2 separate regions of the Zea mays genome follow, and region 1 is linked to region 2. A link is a contact called in public Hi-C data. All regions are on one chromosome and are shown on one strand. The core of a region is the stretch at or near the end of the contact, and the rest is flanking DNA. Distances in the headings are between cores, read along the strand shown.

The links. A called contact is a pair of places that touch in the nucleus more often than the background predicts.
Region 1: a contact with region 2 is called in a Hi-C map of leaf, with 4 times the contacts expected there. The contact joins the promoter of LOC100191516 here to the promoter of LOC100279525 in region 2. A contact is called at or near these places in 3 of 25 Hi-C or Micro-C datasets (ear, leaf and tassel).

Annotation. Positions count from the first base shown.
Region 1 is chr9:89,296,216-89,300,856 of Zm-B73-REFERENCE-NAM-5.0, forward strand. LOC100191516 reads right to left here and starts at 1,658. Exons shown (of 4, transcript NM_001136948.2): 1 at 799-1,658; 2 at 150-225; 3 at 1-72. The coding sequence starts at 1,411.
Region 2 is chr9:89,125,275-89,129,647 of Zm-B73-REFERENCE-NAM-5.0, forward strand. LOC100279525 reads left to right here and starts at 2,783. Exons shown (of 1, transcript NM_001152523.2): 1 at 2,783-4,373. The coding sequence starts at 2,870.

The DNA.
Region 1 (4,641 bases), core at 408-2,907, 170 kb after region 2:
ATCCAGAAAACGTCAGACTTCTGCAGGCTGTATAGCCCAGGGTCGATGATCACTGGCTTCGCCCTCTGGTACCTACAGACACACATATTTAGCAACTGCAGAACTTGTGGGAACAGATACCAGAACTTTCAGACAAACTGTAAACTTACTCCTTCCATCCGATGTCACTGGTATGCTCAATGAAGTTAAGCTGCCTGGGCAACTCAGAAAGCACATGCAATAGATCTGCCAATAGGTAGACAAATCAGAAAAACAAAGGGGCATGTTGATCACAAACATTTTTGCACCATGAACAAGTAGAAGAATCCATAACGGTAGTAAACTGAAAAGGAAAAAACAAAACAAGATTGCAATAAAACGAAAGAGAGAGGCGACCCAGTGAGAGGCTCTATTTAAAGAAAGAAATACGCCCTTAGATTGACTTTCCCCTGGTACCACCTAGAAGCTAAAAAAGTAATCAAATCTTATCAAATTCCCATACCAATTGGGAAAACAACATGTCATAAACTAATCTCACCCCCATTCCCCAATTGGCATATCCAAGCCCGCGTACAAAATCGCATTTTTGGCGAACACTTGCAGACAGACACTGCACGCAAATTTCAAATCCCCAGCTCCACTAGTATCGTCCAGTGAGTGACCCAAACCTGGAATTGATTTTGCCCAAATCGTAGGCAGGCAAAGATCGCGCCATTGGAAGCACCAAAAAAATCGGATCAAAGGTGGCGTCTTCCCGCGACGGATAGATCCAGTCGCAATACCGGAGGGCCGAAAGAGGCAGATCGCATCTGCGCTTACCGTCCTGGGTGACGAGCGGATAGTCGGAGGCGGAGAGGTTGATGAACCAGTCCCAATTACCGCCCTCGCGCAGCAGGATGGCAGCCGCGTGCAGCGTGTTGGCCACCATGGTCGGGCCACGGTAGGTGACCAAGTTGGCCCGTGTGACGACCTTGACGTTGCGGAACCTAGCGTAGACGGGGTCCGCGTGGATGGCAGAGGCGAGTTCGGCGCGCTCGGCGGCGGGGGCCTCGAGGTCGAGGTGCACGACGTATGTGTTTACCGGGTGGTAGAGCGCCCTGAGCGTCCGGCGCAGCGCGGCTCCGTCCCCCGCGGAGCCGGAGATGAGGTAGGCGATCCTGGGCACGGCGCCCCGCGTGGGGCGCTCCTCGGCCCGCATCTGCTGGCGGAGCTTGGCCTCGACGAAGAGAGGCTCGGCGGAGGCCGCGGAGGGGAGCGGCGAGAAGGAGAGTAGCAGCGCGCGGGAGGAGGAAAAGAAGAGCGACGCGGTGATGAGGAGCGACGAGAGCAGAACCGAGGCCAGCAGCGGCGCCGCCCACCGCCGGTGACCGTGGATGTGCGCCGCCGCCCCGGCCGCGCCGGAGCCCGGCGACGGCGGCTTCGCCTCTAGCATCCCCCTGTGCTCCCCCCCTCCCTTTTCTTCCCCTTCCCCCTCCTCCGGCGGAGCAGCGGTGGACACCGGATCGCGCCGCGGGGGCGGCTTAATTGGGAGGCCGGCGACGGTTGGGGCTCGCACGCGATGTGGCGTGGCGTGGGGAGGTTACCGCGGGCGCTGCGGAGGTGGAGTCGTGGAGGTGGGCACGGGCAGGAGAGCGCGTCGCGGTGGACGCCTGGACGGTCTCGTGAGTGGGTACTGCTGGGGCCTGGCCGCCTGGGTGGGCGGGTGGGTTAACCTTTGCGTTGGTGCGCCGCTGCCGGTCGCGTCGGGTTGGCCTGCCTCCAGTCAGTAGTGGACTCGTGGCCTCTTCTCGTGACACTGCCACTGCCACGGATGGGGATTGGAGACGAACCCGAAAGCCTCGTCCTGCCGTGGAGATGGAGAAGATCGATGGAGTGAGGTGTTTGGTTTGGAATTTTTGGTGCTTATCTACTAGAATGGTTTTTTTCTTAATCATAAATACCGTGGATAATCAAAAATATCTATTTTCTGAAATTATTAAAATATATAATAGATTTTATCAGTTCACTTCTCTATAGCAAAAAGAACATACATAAAGAATACTCACACTTGGTTTTAACCGCACAATCGAACGTCCATTGTACATGCTCGAGATTCTTATGTATAACCACAATATTATATATCAATCAACCAGTAGTCTTTATAGACAACTGATTGATCACAAGTCTAAAACTCGTCGTAATTATGTAACTCTTGGCTCTAGGACACATCTCCTTGAACTGGCTATATGGTGGGTTAGCTTGGGCGGTTGCTTTTAGTTGATCAAGTTCTAACTATACTTGAAAAGCATTTGAATTCCTCTTTTGTAAAACATTTTGTTGCATAAAGATTCGTTATAATACAGTAACTTCGATGTTTATTGCATTCCATAGTAAACCTTTCACCAAGTCCCATGCGAATAGTTGTAGTAAAGTAACCTTTTGAAAAGTCGTTCAATGCATATCACGGAGAAAGTTTTGAAAACACGTTCGTTGCATCCTATAATGAACCATTCACCATATCTCATGGTGAAAGTTTTGAAAACACGTTTGTTGCATCCCACAGTAAACCATCTGCCAAGTCTCGTGGCAAAAGTTTTGAAAACACATCTGCTGCATCTCACATAGGACCATCCATTGCATCATATAGTGGACACATCACCAAGTCTAATAGTGAAGTTTTAAGGTTTTTGAAAATAAAACTTCTAATATGTGAGGATACCAAAGTCGCTCTTCATCGTGAGCACGACTGATTAATCAGTTTTACGACACTCTGTTGATATTGTACAACTTTACCCACAAGTCGTGATACCCACTTGTCTCGATTTGCAAGACCCTTCACCTCTTCAGTGGAGGTCGGCAGGGTTCACTATGAGACCTTTATAAATGATCTTCCGTGTGTATTAGACTATGATAGAATATTCTGAGGCAATCTCTCCACCACAATCCTCACACGTAGGCTCTCCAGGGCATCCCACCCAAGGCCTAATCAAGCAAAAGTGGGGCCAAAGAGCCTTCATTTGTCCCCATTTACCATAGCTAATATCCAAATATTTTCCCTTAATTACTTGGTTAAGGCCATAGCCATGTAATCCTTATAGTTGTATTGTTTGTCTCGGGTAGTCGCTCGGGGAACTGGTCCTTAGGGAGAGGCACTTGTGCAATCCTATTCCATACATCAAGTCCTCATGGTTTGCTAAAAAGCATCTTTTATTAACAAGTCTAATAAAACATTCGAAATCACTTTTCTTTTGAAAGATGTACAACACTAGAATTTGCTACTAAAATGTTCCCAAATTTCCAGTTATAACAAGGACAAGGTAAACAATACTAAGGGTCTATTTGGTTCAGTTGTAGATTCTTGAAAATCTTATTCTAGTTGTGATCTGTAAGAAGTTGATGCGAGCTGACGTTTATGAAAACTAAAATTTGTTTGGTTCAAACAACGGTCCATTATAGATTCTATAAGAGCATGAAAGTTTGTAACATGGATGACAAGAATCTAGAAAATATAGAGTAAGAGGTGATTCAGATTTAAACTAGAGAATCTATAGATCTTCATGAATATATTCTGTTGTTATATCAGTTTGAGATTCTACTTTTTAAGTAGTAAATCCGGTTTAGAAAGCTAAACCAAACACACCCTAAGGTAATCCTAATAGGAGTAGTAATTTGGCCAAAACAATAATGAACATTTAATGCAATGGGTGATACGAGGATAGAATGTTTTTCTTCTTCTCGGGTTTCGAGGTCCTCAAGAGTGGGGCCCTCGAGGTAGTTGCAACATTATGAATCTACTCGTGTTCATATAATAAACATGGTCACAAAATAAGAAACAATATATCAAACATGAAAACATGGTTCAGAATGGTCCTATAATTATTCTATGTATTTGTAGAATTTATTTGAGACCAAAATCATTTAATTTAGATTTAAAATGAATTAGATATGAATTTTTAATCATTTTACAACAATCAAGGCATATATTCATTTATCTATAACTTCCAAGGTATCTAAAAGTATATTTTTGGTCCCTAGTTATAACTGGTGTGTACTGCGAGTTTATTTCTGTAAAATTGAGGAGCTCTTAAGCAAAATGGTCACGGTCAGCTCATACTGACCAAGTGCTAACCAATATCCACGAATATCAGCCATTGGATCACACGGGTGCGACTCGGAATAAATGGATCACTATGTGGGCGGCGCACACGGTGGTAGGAGACCTCCGCGGGGGTAGGTCACTGGTGAGAGCCATGTCGGCCAACAGAGAGCTCGGCTAGGGCTACAACCTGTTGCCAAGCCACTAGGGCTACGTCAAGCATGCTAGGCACCACCTCGGGGGCAAGGGACAGCTGGAGGGGCATGGTTGGCGGTGAAGGGGCGTTCACGGCGAAAGAGCATGCTTCGATTAGCAATTCCCGCATGGTCCATGCACTATCCAGCTAGGGAAGGGACGTTCGAGGTTGGGTACCTGCTGGCGTAGCTCTAGGTGCTGAGTGGAAGTCGAGGGAGCTCCTGTGGGCTCAAATCAACAACAGTGAGGCGCGATGGGGTTGGATTGTTGTGGTCTAGGTCGTCAGGGTCGATAGAGCTCTAGGGAAGTTGCATTGTAGTTTGTTCGAGCTTCGATGGTCCTGGTGACGCCGGTGGGAAGTCAGGGTGACTCTGGTGTGGCTCAACGAGCAC
Region 2 (4,373 bases), core at 1,533-4,032:
CGTTGCGGCTTCCATAATGCCTGGAGGAAGAACCGCCCATTCATGCTTCAAGATACCTCTCACTATTGATGATGGCATTGTATGTAGCTTCACGAAGCAAAGTGGAACCTCAGAGTAGCTACGGAAAGCATCTCTCATAATCTGGGACGAGGCTTCTATGACTAAGAGACAAGTCGTGGAGGCACTCGACAATAGCATGTGCGATATAATGGGTCGGCCCGAACTGCCATTCGGTGGTAAGACCATTGTCTTCGGTGGGGATTTCAGACAGGTCTTGCCTTTTGTTCGTAAAGGGTCAAGGGCTCAAGTGGTCGCGTCTTCGCTACAGATATCTTACCTATGGGAGTCCATGTCCCATTTAAAGCTTGTTAGCAATATGAGGGCAAAAAACGACCCTTGGTTTGCAGAGTATTTGCTGCGCGTAGGCGGTGGAACTGAGGACACAAATAGTGACGACGACATCCGTCTTCCTGACGAGGTTTGTGTGTCTTATAGTGGGAGTGATAGCAATCTTGACAACCTAATAGACTTTGTTTTCACAAATCCTCAACGAAATTATGTCTGATTCGACCTACATCACTTCAAGGGTGATATTGTCAACACGAAACGAGTGGGTGGATATGATAAATGTCAAGATGATTGATCGTTTTCAAGGGGAGCATATGGTGTACCATAGTTTCAATAGCGCCATGGATGATCCCCATAACTACTACCCATTTGAGTTCCTAAACACACAGACGCTAATGGGCTGCCACCACATGTTTTGAAGCTCAAGATTAGATGCCATGTTATATTGCTTCGGAATATAGACCTTATCAATGGACTTTGCAATGGCACCAGGCTGGTCGTTCGTGGTTTCCAAAGAAATAGCATTGACGCGGAAATTGTACTAGGTCAGCACGCTGGAAAACAGATTTTCCTGCTGCGTATACCTCTATGTCCCTCCGATGAAGAGATGTTCCCTTTCCAGTTCAAAAGAAAGCAGTTTTCTGTATGACTTATCTTTGCAATGACGGTTAACAAAGCACAGGGCCAGACTATTCTCAATGTTGGTGTATACTTGCCCGAACCTGTGTTCTCTCATGGCCAACTATATGTTGCTCTATCTAGAGCGACAACCCGATCGAACATAAAGATTCTTGCCATCCCAGCCGTCGATGGGAAGAAAAAGTCGAGGAAGGGGGCAAGAAAGAAACCCGCAGTAGATTGTGGGACATGCACCAAGAACATCGTCTACAAGGAGGTCCTAACAAACTAGACCCACATTAATGGCATTCAAAAGCATTCTAACTATTTTATATGGTTTTTGAACAATTGAATATTTGGATTGCGTTCTAATGTTGATCTTGTTTTGTTTTTGTTTTGCCAGGCTGACGTTTCGGGGAAAGAAATGGAGGCTGAGAGGACGAGATGCCAATAGTGAATTACCAAATGCAGTGGAGCACAATATGTATTGAGTGAGTCCTCTTTCAGTTTAGATGACCAATCTATCGAGCTTCCCCTTCTTTTTTGTTTAACAGTATATGACATGCTGGATTGAACTATTGGATCTTCCTTGTGCAACTCAACACGCATAAGAAATATATATGGTAAGAACTAAACCTGACCTCTACTATCAGTAGCCTTTTGAGTCGTATGATGATTATTTTATATGATATTGTATAATTATATATGTTCACGTGTTCAGCCCTTTCTGGACAATTCACATACATGTAACAACCTACCTGGGCATTTTGAAATTGACAAAAACTAACTCTTGTGTTAATTCAACTAACTCTTTATTTTAGAAGAACTTGGTGATTCTGAATCCAACAAACAGATCTACCAAACAGTTTTACCTTTTGCATAAGTATATTACTTGCACTATGTACAAATTGTTTGCTTCTAACGAATAATATTTTTATCACTTATATTACAAAATCTTTTCAACATCCAGGATCTATGCTTATCCAATGCTGATGCTTAACGTGCATCGATCAACAACGGGCTTCCACTACTTAAGCACGAAGCGTGGGCTTAGCAACACACTTCTTGAAGATGCTTGTATAGTTGTATTAAGCACCCAGTCTCAAATAATGCATTGGCAACATACCAACTCTGATATTTATGAACTGATTTTGTACCTGACATGGGTAGGCCTAGATACTGAGCACTGCATTTGCCATTTCTATTCAGTGATCTCCGAATGAACTCATTACGTGAATGAAACAAGCAGGATTTTCAATAGAACCATGCTCTTGACATCTTTTTTTATGACAATAATGTATTATCTGCTACTATTTGATTGGTGGATGGTCGGTTGAACTCAGTGTAGAATCACGTTTCATATAATTACTTCATCTTAAGTAGGCATATATTGTTTAGACAGACACACATTTTCTTTCTTTCTTCTTAAATCCAGTGCAGTGCACAAGTGTACCATTTATCAGTTTATATTTTCCTTTCTTAATTGCCTTCTTAGCTAAAGGTGAATTTAGGTATGTTCATCGACGTGTCCTTTCTAATGATGGCGTTGTTTGTTGGGTACAAAATTATCAAATAGAGATTGTAATTATATTGCATCACTGTTTTGTATCAATTTTAAGTTATCATAGCAACGCACGGACACCCTATTAGTAAACTTTATAGGTGTGGTTGCGACAGGGTTTTTCTCTCGAGTACTCGACTTAAGCTCGACCAGTTGCAATCCCAGTGACGCACAAGGACATCTATAGATCTCTATACCACAGAAGATCCCGTCATATACCCTAGCGTTTGCTAGTCTCCTCTGGCATCGCCGCATCGGGCATCTGGTATCCCAGATCGATCTGAATTCTGAACCCCGACTTCACTTGTGACCTCCGCATCTCCGTCCGGCCGGCGGGCGACCATGGCTCTTCCCCCACCCCAAACCCTAATTCTCTTCTTCCTCCTGGCCTCGCTGGCCCCCGCGGTCACCGCGGTGGCGTTCTCGGGCCTCGACGCTTTTTTCGCGTCGGCAGCCGCGCGCGACCCGTCTGCCGGCAACGACACCTTCGCCGCTCTACCGGCCGCCCTCCGGCGCGCGCTCTCCGCACGTACCTCCCTCCTCCCTTCCTTCTTTCTCAACCTCTCTGCCACGGTCCCCGTCCACGTCCGCCTCGCCGGTTCCTCCTTCCCGGCCTCATCCGGGCGGTCCCTTCCTTCCCTCGTCAACGCCGCCGTCTCCTCAGCCCAGTTCCTCTCCAGCCGCCGCCCACACCGTCTCGCGGTCTCCCACACCCTTCACCTTGACGTCACCGGCCCCGTCGCGGCGTCCAAGCTCGCCTCTAAAGCTGGCGCCGCCGTCCGCGCGCATCTCGACAAGTCCCCCGCGCCGTTCCACAATAACGCGCTCTCAGGCGTTCCCTACTCGCTTGTGGACGATCTCGTCGCTGAGGACTACCGCGCGCTAGCCGGCTCCGGCCCCGCTGAGGCCGTCTACATCTACTTGCTCGACCTTGGCAAGCAGTCGCGCCAGTATGCCTACACCGCGGCCTCCTCCGGCACTGATGCCTCCTCGCCTGGGTACTCCCGCTGCCTCGGCCCCGTCTGGGCTGGTAAGAATCGGTACATTTGGATCGACCTGGGTGCCGGTCCAGTGAACTACGGTCCAGCGCTCTCTGGCGATGGCGTGCTCCCCCGTGGTGAGTTCCACCCTCTTGCCACCCTTCACGGCAGGCCCAAGTCGGAGAAAGCTCTCCTCGCGGATCTTGCGTCGCTGGTTCTTAGTGCATACAAGTCTTTGCTAGTGCCTTCGCTCAGAATTCCAGTGCATTATGAGAACTCGTTGCTTATTCGGTTCATTCACATCCATGGGGACCGGAAGGAAGAAGAAGGGCTTGATTTTCGTGTGATAGAACAGTCAATTCGTGACGGGGATCTACCTTATGGTGGACAAAGCTTGAAGTTTGATCTGCATACGGTCAAGTACTCTGAATGCCCAATTTGCTCATTCGCAGTTGCTAGGTCGACAAACTCGTTTACATCGAGGTTCCTGTTTGAGAACTACACATTGATAGTGAATGAGTACTTGGACTCCAAGCGGTTGAGGCAGGTGCTGTCAGACTCGTCGGATGAGATACATCGTTTGGCTGGGGTCCATGAAAATTATGAGCATGACAAGGTGGTGCCAGTTTATGTTTTCGATTTGGATTATGATAAACTTTTGCCTCTGGATAGATACCACCAGGCAGTGGCATTTGGGGATATGGTGGTTGCTGTGAGGACGCGGAGCTCACAAACAGTAAGTGACTACACCTGTAATGGTCGACATGTGCTTACAATGACTAGAAATCTTGAGCGCGCAATCATTGGCTCACTTCTGCAGAGCATGTGGGGGGTTTCACCCACACATCTGTCATGGAGTCCTGAGC